2 separate regions of the Triticum aestivum genome follow, and region 1 is linked to region 2. Evidence: chromatin contacts called from public HiCAR-type data. All regions are on one chromosome and are shown on one strand. Each heading gives the region's core, a stretch centred on a gene start, on an enhancer-like site or on the middle of the called end of the contact. The rest is flanking DNA. Distances are from core to core; before and after follow the strand shown.

Region 1 (6,066 bases), core at 1,513-4,012, 170 kb before region 2:
TTAGAGGATTCTCCGGGTCCAGCTTGTACGCCTCCAGATAATCCCGAACAGCGGACTGGTGTTGACTGATAGCAGTAAACCGATGCCCAGATATGATTTTAGGAGGCACACACTTGGGATCCCTTCTTGCCCGAAGAAGAAACTTAAAATGACCTTTCTCTTCTGTTCTTGATGTCACCTTGTAGTAGGAGTTCCATGCGGAGATGGATTGCGGGTGCTTGTGAACTACATAACGGACATAATCAAAGCCAGGGCTGGGATCTAGAGCTCTGTATGCTATTTCAGCGCCCAAGGACCGTAGTTCCTCCTTGATGTCATCAGAGAGGGGATCATTTCCAAGTCTAAGAGCATGATTGATAATTTGCAGCGCCTCAAAGTATCGCTGAAGCAGAGCCAGTGTTCGACAGAGATCTAACACAAGCTGATGGTTCTCCACATTTGTCAGCAGACCAGGAAGAGGAGGTTTCTGCTTTGCTCTACGTGTATCATCTCTTATTGTGTCTTCATTTGACTCTGCTGCCCTTTTTTCTAGCAATTTCCTTGCTCTGTTTGCCTTGACTAACTCTGCAGTCGATGCTATAGGCCTGCATCCTTGAAATACGCTGTCTTGACGTGCTTCCCCCAGCACTTTAGTTCTTTCCTGCAGAACATCATTTGTAAGCTTTCTATTCATCTTGACCTTTCTATTAGCATACTCGATATCCAGTGTCTCGAGAATGGGAAGAAAAATGGTTTCCACAAATTTCTCCATCATGCCTTTGTTGTAATAAAGTTTGGCAAGCTGCATTCTTACTTCCCCATCAAGCCACCAAGGTTTCTGATGATCTGGGATATCAGCGGACTGCAACTCTGTATTCTCAGGAGGAGAAAGCAGTTTGATAGCCTCATCACTCTTATTCTCATCGACTAGAAGAGAAGATAAGGTTATCCGTACATCGACATTGTCCTCCATCCCTTCTAAAGCTTTATAGAGGTAAGGAATAGCTTTTCCTTTGTCCCCCATGACCATGTAGCATCGAGCAGCTTCCACATACGAGCCACCATCATTATGAACAGCAACGTCTTCCATCATGGAGTAAAATTTTAGTGCATACTCATACTGCCCCAAACTTTGAAGAGTGCTAGCGACCTCCTTAACCATATCAGCATTCTCTTTTGAACGCCCCAGATGCACACTCTGAAGGAACACCTCAGCATGTTTCAGATCTCCAAGATAAGCATGGCAGATTACTGCTTTTGCTTGCAACCGTACTGGTAATTTGTGTCCGGATCCCAACACCAGTTGTGCCTTCTTGATCTGCCTAAGAGCTTCACCATGGGCATCATTTCTCAGACGAAGGGATATCAGTAAATCAAGAAGACCCCAGTCGATGTTTGAAGTTTGAGCATTGATAAAATCCTCCAACAAATCAATAGCCTTATCAATTTGACCAGAGTCTCTGTACATCTGCGCCGCCGCTCTACGGGCGACGGTGTTGGAGGGATGAATCCCGACAATCTGCTCGTATATCTCCGCGGCCTTGTGGCAGTCACCGAGGGTGCGATATATGTTCGCGCAATCAAACTTGAGCCCCACATCCTCCGGATCAGCCCTCATTGCCTTGATAACACAGTGCCTTGCCAGAGCAGCGTCTTCCTTCTTCAGAGCCAGGTCGATGAGCTTCTTCCACAGCGACACGTCCTTGGGCGAGACGTAGGCGGCCAGCATCACGAAGTTGATGGCCTTGTCGATCTCGCCATTCTCCTTGTAGATGCTGCCGAGCAGGTTGTACGAGTTGGGCAGGTTGGGCGCGATCCGGACGATCTCGTGCAGGATGGGGATGGCCTCCTTGAACCTGTTCTCGGTGAAGAGCAGGGTGGCGTCGCCCAGCTTCTTGATGACCTCGGGGCTGCACCGGCTCCTCCGCCCTCTCGCCCGCCCCTTCCTCTTGCCGTCCTTGGACCGCCGCCGCTTCTTCCGCCGGAGGCCGAACCCCTCCATCAGCTGGTCGAAGAGGTTCGCCGACTCCGCCTCGGAGAGCTCGCCCTGCTGCCTCCTCCGCTTCGAGGCCTCGTCCCCTTGCGGCGGCTCCTCGGCGGGGAGGGCCTTCCGCTTGCGCGACAGCGCCGCCAGGGCCTCGAAGTCCCGGATGCTGACGGTGGCCACGGCGCCGCCGGGCCCCCGCTCCGCCATCTCCACGCACTGCGCCGCGTCCGCCGCGTCGCCGAACTCGTACCCCTCCTCCTCATCCTCGTCGTACTCCTCCCCGTCCCCGTCCTCCTGCTCGTACGCCTCCTCCTCCGCCACCGCCGCCGCCGCCGCGCCTTCCTCCTCCGTCGCCGGCATCGCCGAAGCACGGGCCGAGGAAAGCGGCAGAAGGAGTCGCTCCTGCCGGCGGGAAGCGGAGTAGGGGAGGCCGGCGGCGAGAGCCGGAGCCTAGAGCGATGTGGATCAGCCAAAAATCTGGGACGGTGAGTGGGCCTCTTTCAAAGTGGGCCTTGAGCCCTTGAACGCACAGGCTCGGGTCCGACCCGACCGGGACCGCGACCGCGCCCGAGCCTGACCGCGACCCCGTCCGAGCCGCACCGGCTTCGTCTTCCCGGAGAGCGCGGGGTGACCGCGTGGCCGCCTTTCCATTTTACCCCTCGAGACAGAAACTAATCAGAACCCGGTCCAAATCTCAGCTTTAGGATAGCTTAACTTATACAATTCCCACCCCCGCTCTCCCTCTCTCTCTCTCCCCCCCCTCCCCCGTTCACACTCTCTCCCCGCCCCCTCCCCCGTTCACACTCTCTCCCCGCCCCCCGTACGAAACCCTAGGCCGCGGCGCGCCGCGCCGCCCCAAAAACCCCGCGGCCGACGGTGGCGCCCGCATGGACCCCGCCGCGCCGGACCCCGACGGCGGAGGCCTCCCGGCGCGCGGATCCGACGCCGCCGACGTCGCCGGCAACACATGGGACCTCGCCCCCTTCTCGCCGCCGCCCGCCGCGCTCCGCGGCGGCGAGCTCTACATCTACCGCAACGCCTACAACCTCGTCCCCCGCTCCATCGGCGAGTGCCGCGGGGGGCTCAGGGCGCTCAAGTTCTTCGGCAACGACGTCGAGGTGCTGCCCCCGGAGGCCGGGGACCTGGACGGGCTACAGAGCCTCCAGCTCAAGGTCTCCGCGCCCAGGGTCTCCGGGGCCGTGCTCCGCCGGATGCGGGCGCTCAGGGAGCTCGAGCTCTCCTTGGTGCCGCCCAGGCCCTCGGCCTGCTCCATACTCGTCGAGATCGCCAGCCTCAAGTGCCTCACCAAGCTCACCATCTGCCACTTCTCCATCAGGTATGCTGCACGACACCACTACTTCAATTGACAGCTGCCTGCCTGCTTGCCTACTGCTAATTTTGCTACAGTGGTTAATTTACTGTTCTCGTGTTTAATCAGCCAAATTGTATGTTCCATCTGTGATTTGCAGCGTAAGCTTGCTTTTTTGTGTGTTTTCTAGTGCCATATTATGTTTATTTCAGTAGCACGACCACCCTAGGAGAAATGGATGTGTATAAGAAACCTTTAGCAGACTAGCATCTAATTATAAATCTATGCTGGTTTGGTGCAACTTTTCCATGCCCACTGTCCAATAGCTTCTGGCAACCATGATGGCTTTGCCATGTGTTAAATCAGGTTGAATTGTTTGCTGTGGCTACTCTTAAGTTTTATAACCTGCACATTAGCTGCTACCATTATGCCTGCAATATTTGCTATGTCTCTGCAGTAGTTTATAGAGGTAATTGGTGTTTGTAGGAGCATTCAGTTTACCCACCTTACTTTAACTAGCTGTTCTGAATCATGTCCCTAGCTTGGCAATGCAGGGGCATTTGTCAACTTTGTTGCGCAGTTTGATTATAAATGGTTGTTGTAGCCAAGTTACTTTGTCTCAATATTGGAAATGTACTGATCTGATGGTTATTGCAGATGTTTAAAAGTTCAAATGCTTGGATGATGATTAAATGATTTTGTGGTTAAATTTTGTAGCAAAATTCTCAACTGGTAGCATATCAGTTGGGTGCTGAGTAGGGATAAATTGGCGAATCGCCCTATTAACTGAATTTATCGGTAGGTTTACTAGGGCCAAAATCTATATATCCTAGCCTACATAGCAACATGTTGTAGTAGAAGCAACCGTAGATTGCTACAAATGCCAAATGCACCACATCAGCACATACTAGATGTCGAGATACTACATAGGAGGGTAGCAGAGCGCATCAGCAGCAGCAGAAGTACATCACAGAGGAGAGAACTGAGTTTACTTGCTGCCTGGGGACACCATGGACAGGAGGAGCAGACGATGAAACAGCTCGGGAGGGAATGCTGGCTGCTCGGGGAGGGGACAGCGCTGGCGACTGCTTGGGGAGGATACGAAGCCGGTTGCTGCTCAGGGAGGGGACGGAGCCAACAGCCCGTCATGGGCTGCTCAGGGAGGGGACCAGGGATTGGCCGGCGCCGGCTGCTGCTCGGGTAGGGGGCGGAGCCGGCGGAAGCTGCTCAGGGATGGGACGGCTGCAGCAGCTGCTCCTCCACGAGTGGGAGAAGGGAGGGGGCTGTCTAACCTAATGCCCGCACAGCTGTGAAAGAAGGGAGGGAACGGGCCATTTTTGGGCCAAAAATTCCCTAGCAGTTAATCGGCCCAGACCGATAAATTGCCCCAACCAGTTAATGGCGTGAATAGGGCCTTTTTGTATCTGGAGATGTACGAGTAGCGATGAACTAACCGAGATGCCGATTAACTGGCTGATATTTGGAACAATGAGAAAAATGCCAATACTGATGTGGTATGTGGTATGCAGAAGTTGGATATTCTTGATCTAGGCTATTTGAAATAATTAATTGAATTTTATGTCGACTTTGGACAGTTGAACCAAATATAGGGAACTTGTATGGTGTTCCTGATGATGATTTCTATTTTATGCTATATTGACTTGTTTTTTTTCTCTTGTTCCCTGGAAAAAATGGTGGTTTCACATTCTTTTTTAAATATCTTTAGGTTCCTCCCCCCTGAGATTGGCTCCCTCAGGAAGCTCCAAGAACTTGATCTGTCTTTCAACAAGCTGAAGAACTTGCCTAACTGGATAACCGAGTTGCGGGCCCTGAAATTCCTCAAAGTGACTAATAATAAGTTGGTAGATTTACCATCAGGGATCTCTTCTTTGAGATGTCTTGAAAGCCTTGACTTATCGAACAATAGATTGACATCCCTTGGATCAGTTGAACTAGTCTCTATGCTTACACTGCAGTATCTTAATCTTCAGGTATGTTCTCATCAGAAGTATTGCTTTCCACCTGTTCCTAATTATTGCTATGTCTTGATCATGTTGACATAATTTACATTATCTTCAACAGTGTTGGTTCTGATCTTTGATGTGTTGTTTGTATTTGTTATGTGTGATTTTGGTGCTTGTTACATGGCATTCATTCACTTCTGGAACTAAACATTCAACATTTGTCCGGACCTGATTAACAATTATACTTGGAGAGAGATTAGTGTGTCAGTTTTGAGAAAAATGATTATAATGGAATCAACATGCGATTTTTCTAAATGTAATGAAAATTAGGGGAAGGAGGGTGTTGGCAAGCAGAACAATACTTGCATGGGGTGTGTTTGCCAGAAAGAGAAGTTGTGGAGGTGTTAATGTTAGCCATTTATTTTATTACTATCTTTTTTCACGAGATACTATATGGACTTACTCATCAATTCTATTGATGATTGTATTGTGGATGTTTTCTTATGTCTTCTATTTATGCTTAGAAATTCGAATATCAGATCCTGATAGTTTTCTTTTTCTATCTTCAAGTTTAATAGGATTTCCCATTCTTTTATGATACCCTCTTGGGTATGCTGTGACATGAGGGAAAATGGTGAAATTCCTTTGAAGAGTGACAGGCTACAACGTCTAGGTATCGCAAGCATAAAAAGTTCAGCAGAACCTAGACCTGCAAGTCATGCTTGCAATGGCGTGCTCTCATGCTCACCCACAGATATTTCCCCAAATTTAAAAGCTCATTCCGCACAGAAAATGAAGAAGGGCTGGAAGCGACGGGATTGCCTGCA
Region 2 (5,886 bases), core at 2,998-5,497:
CTCCCCCTCCCCCCTCCCCTACCCTCAAAAAAAGAAAAAAAGGAAAAAGGAAAACTTTTTTTTGCAGCAATAGTGCTCTCTGTACGACTATACATGGTCAATCGATCTGCTACCCTATTCTGCACACGACTAATTTTCAAGGGAATGAAAACTCTATCTACCATAAGATGCCGAATCTCAACAACTAGATATCCATAGGCAGGCCTGGTTAAGCTGTCACCAGGCATAGCGGAGAGGGCCACAGAAGAATCCGACTGGACTATGATAGGTAGCTCACAATGCTGGATAGCCAGAGCCATACCCTGCATTAGCGCATGTAACTCCACCTCCAGTGCACCATTGCAATTAAATATGCAACAGTATGCCGCAAATATAATGCTCCCATCATGCCTCCTCAGAATCATTCCTGTCGCTGCTGAACCATCAGACTATAAGAAAGATCCATCACCAGACAGGGCCACCCGATCCGGTGGTGGCCTCGGCCATGGAAGGACCTGGAGCTCCTTCTGCACAACAGTCGGTTCCTCCTGCACCATAGGCATCTTGCCTTTGATAATCTCTTTTGTAGAATACTTTCTGGGGAGGTCTAAGGACTGCAAATAACTATGCAAATATAAGACTGTTGTAGCCACCGTTGGCACTTCCTTCCCATGCACTAAGTCAGACCAGAGGGACAAAATATGCCAAAGCAACATGATCACACACTCCCTCATCAACTCATCACAAATTGCCAACACATTCAATAACCAGTCCTGCCCTGTGTCTTGCAACAGCTCCTGGCGAGGTAATCTCCACATCGACCTCATCTACAGCCACACCTCACGCACATGATCACATGCAACTAGGGCGTGGAAGCTGGTCTCCTTCTCCTTTGCGCATAAGGGGCATGTATCCCTCGTAGATATATGACGGTATTTTTGCAAGCATTAGTGGCTAGGGCACCCGAGACCACCTTCCAAGACAGAATCCTCATCTTAAGGGGCACTTTTGCACCCCATATGCAGCGCCAGACCGGCCGCTCCTCGGATGGGGTGTTGCTGGACGCGCCCACTACTCCAGGGATAGCGCCCAAGGTGGCAAGACGATATGCACTTCACACGGTGAACTGTCCGCTCCTCTCCGGGAACCAAGCTAGGAAGTCTTGGCCATTCCTCGCTGAGGTACGAATCTTAAGAATCTCATGTACATCCATGTCCCAAAAATGTTCTCGCAATCTTTGCATATTCCAAGCACCATGTTCATCCAAGAAATTAGCCACCCAATTGAGTCTGCAGTTACGCTTTGGTGTTACTGGCTGAAGGTTATGGCCCCTCGGAATCCAAGCATCTCTCCAAGTTTTAATTAACGTACAATATCCCACACTCCAAATGATGTCTTTATTTACCAAATAATGGCCCCTCGGAAAATGTTCTATTGGTAGATATCAGGCGTCCGATTTGTCGAATCTCACAATACACATGGTTGGGGCCTTCTTTGTAGATCTAACGGTCGGAGTTACTACGTGTCAAGAGGAAACTCGGTGGCAATGGTGCCATACAATGGGCAGGTCATATGCTCGACATCCTTGTCCACGACTCTTCTGACCGATTGTTTGGCATAGACTAACAGGAAACTCGTGCGTCGATCGTGGGTCAGGGATCTTGGTTGATCGTTCGAGTGGATTCCAGTGGCTGGAGCTACTATGTCTATACCCTATAGATATATTCCAGTGAAGCTAGAGTCATTTGCTCGGGAAGAATTTACGGCAATGACACTGTGCTGGCAAACCTCGACAGAGCACTACTCTTCGTTGTTGTGTGCAGGCCTTTGTGGGTAGCTAGGTTGCTTGTGTTGTCCTGCCTCATGGACATATTGTCACATTTGTCTTCCCTTTTTTCGCTAAATAATTGGGCAACTTTCTTCTTTTTAATTAATAGATAGAGTTCTAAAGACCTTGATGACCAAATAACCATGTTGAGTTAGATGGTCTCCACTACATGGATGCCCTCACATTACATCTTCTCGTCCACATCGATCCTTTCTCTTTTTTTGGGTCACATCGATCCTTTCTTAGGATCGAGTCGAACAAGCCCCGTGTGATAGCACCCAAATCAGTTCGCTATATAGATTATGCACAACCCCACCACATTTGACCAATAACAACAAGCGAACCTAAATTATTTGAGGTGGCACAGGATGGAGTGCATGCTAATCATGTTGTTTCTTTAGTATGCACGCCATCGCATATCTGTTAGCTATTACTACTAAAAGTGAAGGAACGCATAATAACAAAGAAATGAATTGATATAAAGGCATAACAAAAATTTGAGTGGATACAACAATGATCAGTTACCAGACGAAAAGTTGGAGAGAAAACCCTAAGTTGGGATGTTACAATCCAACCAGCAGACTAATTGTGTTGTTAAGGCCAGTCCTCGAGCTTTATCCCTCCTACGTCGGGGTCCCTTGACGCATGACTACAATTGGATACACATATTTCCACGTGAACAAGTCTTTTGTCGATGATGAGCGTCGTAGACCACAGTAGGAGACACATCGTGACGGAAGCCTGAGAGCACTATAAGAAGGAACCTTGTCAGAAGCATACTGCAGTAATCACCATATCCTCACCAAAAAATTATGTTCTCGGTGATACGTACTAAGCTACCACCAAGAAGGGGTCAAACGGAAGGATTATTATGTCACCACCACTAGTATGAGCTCGAGCACTCCACCTAAGGGGAGACCCGCCAAAACGATGGATCAAAAAGAGGGAGGGGCATGGAGAGAACTATTCCCTCTGTACCGAAATAGTTGTCGTTGGAGTAGCTGAAGTTCAGCTACTCCAACGACAACTATTTCGATACAGAGGGAGTACTTGTTATTTGAAGGTGGTGAGTAAGAGAAGAAGAGCCAACCGACTAGTTCCATCTAGCTATGCCAAACTGCCAATGAAATGGAATGCCATGTCATGAAAACCACCATTGCTCACCACCTCCTCCCCACACGCACATACATAACAAACATAATTATTCTGTGTTCAGTTTATTCCGTTATCTCTTGATAGTGGAACAAGATCCATTTTTTGGATCTTACAGGAAAAACATAGTTATTTCTCTATTGCCTAAGAAATAGCAAAACCGGTTACACATCAGGGCTAAATGCATCAAATCCAAAAAGAGTAAATCATACACTACAATTCATGATGACGCAGAGGGCAGGCAAACCCCTTTCCAAAAAAAAAAAAACATACAACACATGAGAAGTAATCTCGTTCACCGTAGAAGGAAAGAGGAATAATTTTGTATCAACTGAATCAGGAAGGAACCGCACGGAGGACAAGTCTGTGGCTCGACGGTTGGTTGTGGTGGCAGCTACCCGACACGCTCAAGATCGATCCCTGGACCAACGTGGCTGTCTCATCCGAAATACTTGTCGAAGAAATGCATAAAAAGGATGTATTTAGAACTAAAATACATCTAGATACATCTATTCCTCCAACAAATATTTCAGAACGAAGGGAGTATTTTTTTAGACACAAGCGCTCGTCTCCTCCCACTGAATGCGCATCGCCAGAAATTCTGAAATAAATCCAAGAATAAATACGAGCATCAGGATTTGAACCTTGATGGGCTGCAATACCACAGTCGCTCTAACCATCCAAACACAGGTTGATTCGCGTCTCATCCGAGATACTATAATTATGTCTTCTGCATATGATTTGTGGTGTGCGTCTTTTGGTCTATGATTTGTACTCCCTCTGTCCGGAAATACTTGTCATCAAAATGAATAAAATAAGATGTATCTAGATGTATTTTAATTTTAAATACATCATTTTTTATTCATTTTGATGACAAGTATTTTCAGACGGAGGGAGTGTCCATGTAATTGGGGATTTTTTGAGGGTCAAGGAAGAAGGAGCCGTGCCCGTGCGGGGCCATAAACCCCCACAGCGTAGACGATCCAGACTCGACAAAGGACACATAAGTTCACACGTCACGAAAGTCGTTCGGGACACCAGTCCAAGTCCAAGTGTCCCTGAACGAAAAAATAATACTACTCCAAAACGGCCCACAGGCAGCAAGGCGAGGAAGGCACTTCCCAGCCCGCTCCATCCATCATCCTCATCAGCCCCCATTAGCGCAGCCCCCACGTCCCCCACTCCCTTGTCCACGTTCACCGCGCCCATGGCCTCCGCCCCGCACCCTCCCCGCAATCCCGTCCAGGTTCACCTCCACCCTGCCTCCCCATTTTTTATACACACACCCACCGCGAAGGTCAGGCCGCCCCGCCCGCCAGCCACAAGGCAAGAGCGAGACGAAAACATAAACGCCCCGACACGATATAAGTAGTGCGGCGGAGGTGGAATCTGGGAGAGACCAAATCGTCGGCAAGAAGCAGCAGCCATGGCGACGCAGGCCGCCTTCGCAGTGAGGTTCCCGCAGCTGGCGCGGCCGGGCAGGGGCCATGGCCAGGGACAGCCGGCGACGCGGGTCGCGGTAAGGGGCGGCAGGGCCGCGGCGGCGGCGGCGCGCGGGGTGCGGTGCCGGGCCGGCGGCCTGATCGAGCCGGACGGGGGCAGGCTGGTGGAGCTGGTGGCGCCCGAGGAGGGCGGCCGGCGGGCGGCGCTGCGCCGGGAGGCGGCGGCGCTGCCGCACCGGCTGCGCCTGGGCCGCGTGGACACCGAGTGGCTGCACGTGCTCAGCGAGGGCTGGGCCAGCCCGCTGCGCGGCTTCATGCGCGAGACCGAGTTCCTCCAAGCACTTCATTTCAACGCCGTCCGCGGCGCCGATGGCAGCCTCGTCAACATGTCCGTGCCCATCGTCCTCGCCCTCGACGACGCCCAGCGCCGCGCCATCCAGGCCGACGGCGCCACCACCGTCGCGCTCGTCGACGCCCACGACCGCCCCGTCGCCGTGCTCAGCGAGTGAGAACGCATCCCCCCTTCCTTCTCTCTCTCTCTCTTTTCCCCTCTCTCCGATTCATGTCTGCCGATTCTTTCCCATGATTAAATGTAGCTACTGTAGTGTACGTACCAATTTCAAGATGGAATTTATAATGTTCGGGTAGGAATTGGGGGCTTGGGTTGTGAGCTTATTTGGGCTCCTGCTGACAATGGTGGTTTCTTCAACCTGAAACTTGTGGATTCACTGTTAATAGGACATATGGTTTGCACATTTCAATAGCTACATAGCTTATCTGTGTACACAATTCTAGGTCGTATCTAAACTTAGTGCCAGTATATATTTCTTTTACAAGAATACGGGCAATGATGGTTAGCAATTTTCTACCTCGAGTGCTTATTTGACAGTCAAACTAAATTTGTAGCAGTTTCCACTTTTGTGGAATGGGGCTATGATAGTGAGGACTTCACTCATACTTTTAACAGTATATTTGTATATGTTGACAGACTTCAGATAACCGTAGTATTCCAATCATGCATCCTCCAATAGATGATTAGTAAAGTCGACAATACCTTCGGTCGTAGTCAACTTGATAATATCTTCGGTCGTATTAAACTTGGTAGTATCTTCGGTCGTATTAAACTTGATAATACCTTCAGGCATATCAAATTACATATCTTATCGTATCGTTTCCTTGAATAGATATTTCCGTTTTGTCGTTTTTTCGCCGCCTTTCCTAGTACTTTAGGACGTGCGATGCCTCGTACTCACATCACCGTGATTCTCTTGTATTTGCCATTTAAGTATAGACTTTTTTTTAAACATGGAACACTAAAAATGAAAATGATGCTGGCCCAAAAATGTAGTTACCGGATAACTAGAGTGACATAATGACATCGACGTAACACGCCGCTATCTGTTGACGGAATCTCTAGTCTTGACAAGATGTTACACATGGCTTCCAATGTGTTGGAAACAAGCATAGCCTATTTATATGATATAG

Evidence for each region. HiCAR-type assays count read pairs that join an accessible place to other places.
Region 1: a contact with region 2 is called in a HiCAR-type map of leaf, with 8 times the contacts expected there. The contact joins the promoter of LOC123113278 here to the promoter of LOC123113276 in region 2. A contact is called at or near these places in 4 of 5 Hi-C or Micro-C datasets (leaf and an unstated tissue) and 1 of 1 datasets of contacts at active chromatin or transcription factors (leaf).

The regions. Positions count from the first base shown.
Region 1 is chr5B:569,908,080-569,914,145 of IWGSC CS RefSeq v2.1, reverse strand. LOC123113278 reads left to right here and starts at 2,762. Exons shown (of 10, transcript XM_044534479.1): 1 at 2,762-3,302; 2 at 5,002-5,266; 3 at 5,810-6,066. The coding sequence starts at 2,854. LOC123113279 (general transcription factor 3C polypeptide 3) reads right to left here and starts at 2,440. Exons shown (of 1, transcript XM_044534480.1): 1 at 1-2,440. The coding sequence starts at 2,326.
Region 2 is chr5B:569,734,942-569,740,827 of IWGSC CS RefSeq v2.1, reverse strand. It overlaps LOC123113276 (ATP sulfurylase 4, chloroplastic), which reads left to right and starts at 4,247. Exons shown (of 5, transcript XM_044534476.1): 1 at 4,247-4,906. The coding sequence starts at 4,386.